Regions from separate parts of the Rattus norvegicus genome. Here region 2 is linked to region 1. Evidence: chromatin contacts called from public Hi-C data. All regions are on one chromosome and are shown on one strand. Each heading gives the region's core, a stretch centred on a gene start, on an enhancer-like site or on the middle of the called end of the contact. The rest is flanking DNA. Distances are from core to core; before and after follow the strand shown.

Region 1 (2,775 bases), core at 35-2,534:
CTAGTCCTCTGAAAGTCCCTTGAAGACTGGAGTATAGGTTCCCTTCCATTGCCACCCTACCTGTACCCGTCTAAAACCTGAGTTCTGCAAGCTCCTCCTTCCCCTGAGCCTCTCATCCCCACTGGCTCCCACATGTAATCCTGACACAGAACACAGGCTCACATGGCAGCAGTGACTGCCACCTTCTGCCGGGTTACACTGGTTTCCTTACTACAGAAGCACAGTAACATTCTGCCTTCCACAAACTAAGAAAGACAGAGAGAAAAACAGAGACAGGCCAAGAGAGTAGTGTGGACCATAACAGACACAGAATGCTGGCTCTCACCTATGGCACTGCAGTCATAGTTTGCCGTTAACTGCAAGTTCTGTGTCCCTCTGGGGAGCACACCAAGGGAGACATGGCTACCTGTGATGAAGGACTGGTTGCACACCAATATGGATGAGGCCAGTCCCGGGGCATAGTGGCTACAACTTCACTAACCTAAGTTTCAGGGAAAATCCTATTACTTGTGAATGGTTCTGCCATCCACTCTGTCTGAAGTGGTTATTCAAGGCTTCCAGCTACAGTGTTCCTATATAGACACTCCCATTCTACCCACTGCCAGAAAAAAGGATGACCCCAATACTCTCAATTCACATTACACCCCCAAAAATGCTTCCTCCCACACTCTCTTCAGTAAAGCATGTGGTAAGTATGGGAGAAGAGAAAGTTCAGCCTGTGTGGGCAGGCATGGAGCATCCCCTCCCCAAAGCAGTAACCAAGCCACCAAATCTAGACACAGCTGCCCCCAAAGCCCTAGGTAACAGCTTCTAGCTTGGCTCTGGAAACACCAAAGAGGGGGCTACCCTCCCCCACCCTGTGTCCTCCCAGGAAAGGCTGATACATACAGCAACCATTTCCCTCCAATCACTGAACCAGGAGCTCCCTTCCACACCCTCGGCAGATCACGGCTGCGCGCCTGCTTTCAGTAGCATGACTAATTAAGACAAAAATAAAAACAAAAACCGGCTGCCAGTTTAATACGCCAGGAAAGCCGCAGAGAACAAGAACACAGGAATTCGGTCTGGGCCTTTCACTTTATTGGCCTGGCGTATGGCCAAGGACTCTTCATCAAAGAGAAAACTCGTGTCCTCAGTTTCCCCTTGTGAATGCACATTTAATGCTGAATGAGAAAGTGAGCCCGCAGTGAGCAAGACAGCCAATGTACACTCATGAAATGTGCAACAGCCTGCCATGTACATGAAAATATCTTAAAGAATTCCAAATCAAACACCTAGAGTCCTAGAGTGTCTTCTGTTAGACAGGAGGTCGCTCAGTCCCAGCAGCAAGATCACAGCACACGCACCTGACCCTGCCAGCAGGGCTCAGTCACAAACTCACCCTGGACAGGATCAAGGTGCACATGAAAAGCCCAGGGCACGGTCAATTTTCCTGTTTTCAGGTACAGTGTGCTGATTTTGGTGGCCCGAAGCATGGCAGGGAGGACATCACAGAACTAGGACCTGTGGACAGAGAGACACTGCCTCCATGCAGGCTGGGACTCTAGATCAGCAGAGGGATTTCTGCCCAGCACTGTAGAGAAAAAAAAAATACCCACCTCACTGGCCTAGAAGCTTTTAGGGTTTGGACAGAAAGAATTCAAAGCCCATGTTACAAGAACTTCAAACACACAGTAAAGGGCCAGGGAGGGAGAAGGCCCACTTTGTGCAGGGACTTGGGTGTGGATTTCATAAATAAAATGGCATCTGTCCAAGACCTTACCAGACTTGTAAAGCAGGGTTGAGGAGCAAGTTTTTGCAAATGGAGAGACTCATCAATGAAGCGAGCGTGCTAATTCACAGTCATCCCACAAGAAGCTGGGTGAGTGCTGACTGACTAGTTAGCAAGCATTACTGAGTGAGAACCCAGAGCTGGTGGGAGCCACACAGACAGCCTGGACTACATACAGAAACCTCATCTCAATAAAAAAGGCACAAGAGGGGGCTGGAGAGATGGCTCAGAGGTTAAGAGCACTGACTACTCTTCCACATGTCCTGAGTTCAATTCCCAGCAACCACACTGTGACTCACAATCTATAATAGGATTTGATTTCCTCTTCTGGTGTGCATGAAGACAGAATACATACATACATACACACACACACACACACACACACACACACATATATGATAAACAAATAAATCTTTTAATAAAATAAAAACCACAAGAAGTTACTGAAAACACAAAGATAGCCCCAGAGGCCCAATGCTGGAGGTGGGAAGGAACGGATCCTATGAGGATGTGAGCTCAGGGATGTTACCTCTTCCCTCCATCCTAGAAAAGGAAGATAACCTCTGGCTAGCCATTCTCCCTTGATGCCACCAGTGTTTCAGGGCATCTAACCCTGAGGTTTTATCTCCCAGGGAGCAAGCTGGGGTCTCGGACATGCTGTCTGCCCCCAAGTGCTGCCCACACAGTGCTAACCCCACAATGCCAGGCGCCCTGCTCTCTACTCCTGCCTGTTACTCTCAAGTCACTTCCCTCGGCCTCAATTCGCCTCCCCCCCCCCCCCCCCCCGCAACTGTTCACACTAGTTTCAAATTCTGGAATAACCATGCAGGTGTCTGCATGCCTCCATCTCAGTGGGTCCTTCTGTGAAGCTGTTTTTGTTTATTTACTTACTCATAATTAAAGAGGGAGTGTAGGGCTGGAGATGACTCAGTTAAGAGCAGTTGTTGCTCTTGGAGAAGACCTGGGTTTGGTTCCTAGAACCCACATGGCAGCTCACAACCGTG
Region 2 (2,700 bases), core at 150-2,649, 74 kb after region 1:
CTGAAGTGGCAGAGTGAAAGCTGGCCCTTATGGGCCTCAGGGCTTATGGGAAACACATACCAAGGGATAAGTGGGGTGTTAGTGTTCTCCAGCCCTGTCCATGGATGTTGTTAGGGATCTGACTTCCTTGTGTTGAAGGTGAGGTCCAGTTGGTGCTTTAGGGTATGGCCTGAGGAACTGAAGCCTTTTTCTCTTTGAGCTGTGCACCGTGATCTGTGCTCTGGATTGGAAGTGCGTGCTCCTGGCTGTGGCTTGGTGAACATGATGACAAGGTGGGAGGATTCATTCCAGGGAGGGATCTTTTAAGCTGCTCTGGTACTTGGAAGCTGCCTCACCTGCTTGGAATCTGTGGCTACTGCAGGCAGTGATGGGGAAAAAGGTAAGGCTCCCAAAATCATTAGCAGATGTGTCTGGATGTGTGCTCTCGCCTGACATCTCGTTGAGAAACTCCGAGTTTTCACTGCTTCCACCCCTCTTAATTTTCTCCCTGAACCAATGACTCTGGTCAGACTCACCCACCTGGGTACTAAGGCTGGAAGATCATTACATAAGGTGCTGTTTCAAATTCCAGCGGAACAGACTAGAAGACCAAGCAGAAGCCAAGCAGTCACACATGCAAGACTCAGCACGGCAAGCCCAGGCTGCTGAGTCACGGCTGACTCCTCTCCCCATAGCTGAGTGACAAGCTGCTCTGAGATGGTCAGGTAAATACTGATCGTGGCTGAGTGGCCTTGGGCCACTTCAGCTGCCTAGAGCATTAGAAGCCTCTCTTGACTGAGTGCACTCCCTCCTTCAGCGGTCAGAAAGACTGCAGCAGGGGACTGCACCGCAAAGAACACTGGGAAATGACTGTTTATGTGCACGTCCATGCAGAGGGGCCTGAGGTTAGATTTCCATGGGCTCTGACCATAGCCACACCATTCTGAACGCTCTCAATCCCTTCAGGTTTTCACAAGAGCTGAGGTTTGCACAAGGTTAAGAACAATAATTTCGCCAAAAGTTTCAGCCAACAATTTCATAAAATTGAAATGAGGCGTTCTTCAAAGGACAGCAAAGGCTGTGAAGCGCCAGGGACAAGTGGGTGGACCCGACTCAGAAGCGGAAAGCCCCATGAAGGCTCTGTGGAGAAGCCGGAGTGGCACCCCAGGGCAGGAGTTGTCTGTATTACCAACCACATCAAACAGGCCTCGGGTCTAGGAGCTGCTGGAGCTCTGAGTATGTTATGTGCTTAGCATAGAAGGGGGAAGACAGGAGAAAGGAGGGAAAAAAAACCCCATCTAGACCATATATTCAATTCAGAAAGAAAAAGTATCAAGAAGAAGGGGGTGAACTTCTCCAGCACACAGTCTAAGGTAGAGCCTGCCACTACTCTATTTCCACACCTATGAGAACAAAGTCTGTAAGCCTCCAAACACTTGCAGTGAGCCTCCACTTGACCTGTCCACAGGGAAAGGCTCAACTGAGGCAGAGCTACAACTTAACTTGAAAGGTTAGACATAGCTGGGTGTGGCAGTGGACACCTACAGTCTTAGAACCCAGAGACCAAAGCCAGTTCACAGCAGCCTCAGCTACAGAGACCCTGTGGAACAGAGGAAGGAAGGAGGGAGGGAGAGGGGGAGGATGTGTAAGCTTAGGTGACAAACACATCATCAGAAAGATGATGTAAGATGAAAGTAACGATTGGCTCCACTGTGTTTCAGGAAAGGGATGAGAAGCAGTGAGGCATGCTGGGATATTTCTTAGGGACAAGACTAAACGTGTCTTGTTAATTCAGCTGAATCCTTTGAAGCTGGGAGAGGGATCTGCCCCCAGAGTTAATTCTGATTGACCGTAAAGACAGGTGGGGAAAATTAGACTCATCAGCACCCCCCAGCCTCCAGCACCTCAGAGGGTGGCACCATGGCCTCTGGGAGCTGCACCTGCCTCCTGCCTTCTTCTGCTCATGTGGCGCGGACGCTCCATTTCCAGGCTCTCTTCCCTTGCCTGTGCTGCCCTGGCCTGGGCTTGGGCTGCAGGGCTAGCTGGCTGGCTAGCTGGCTACAGCCCTATCTGCTGCTCTCTCTGGCAACAGCTCTCCTCCTCTCTCTGCATCCTTCAATGGCCTCCCTCTGTTCTGAGACGCTCAGCATTCCTTGAACGTTGAGTGCAGCTTTGGGGCCATCTTTGTGCGTCTCTGGCCTATCTTCCAGGCTGGTCGCTGACTCTCATTTCCTACCTACTAACACTAGCTTGCTCAAACTTCCCCAGCAGGCTTGAGCCAGGCAGAGGCTGTGTGAAGGGCTGCTGCATAGACAAAGACAGCTGGCTCTGCTGGTCTTCTGTTAGCAGAGACTGGATATCCTCAGTGGCAAACGACTTTCTTCAGGGGCACCCTGCTGGCGCTAGTCCCTGATGATCTAGGAAACTTAATGAGAGTCCTGCTGCTCTGCTAGCAAACAAAGAGAGATGGAGACTGGATGCTAAAGAAGAAACTTCCAGAGAAACTAGAGTATGAGTGTATCTGACAAACTGCAAAGCTATGAGGACAGAGGGGTGGAGCTGCTCACAAACACACTGCACGGAACGTGCCTCCCAACGAAATCTGTAGGGCTGGTTACAGATGTCACAAGCCACCACCATATACAGAGGGGCCAGGAGCAAGGTCAGAAGACCCACATCTGTAGGGCTGGTTACAGATGTCACAAGCTACCACCATTTACA

The links. A called contact is a pair of places that touch in the nucleus more often than the background predicts.
Region 2: a Hi-C map of the Rat2 cell line shows a contact between it and region 1, with 16 times the contacts expected there. The contact joins two enhancer-like sites. A contact is called at or near these places in 11 of 12 Hi-C or Micro-C datasets (the A7r5 cell line, the Rat2 cell line, Schwann cells and 7 more).

What each region holds. Positions count from the first base shown.
Region 1 is chr4:149,670,062-149,672,836 of GRCr8, forward strand. It overlaps a transcript of Vgll4 not described here. Among named protein-coding and RNA genes, the nearest start is that of Vgll4, 11 kb to the left of the region's middle. Within about 2 kb of position 1,285, at least 5 of the 93 cell types and tissues checked have an H3K27ac peak or open chromatin away from gene starts, as enhancers often do.
Region 2 is chr4:149,743,977-149,746,676 of GRCr8, forward strand. All of the region lies in intron 7 of Tamm41 (TAM41 mitochondrial translocator assembly and maintenance homolog), which reads right to left. Among named protein-coding and RNA genes, the nearest start is that of Tamm41, 31 kb to the right of the region's middle. Within about 2 kb of position 1,400, at least 15 of the 93 cell types and tissues checked have an H3K27ac peak or open chromatin away from gene starts, as enhancers often do.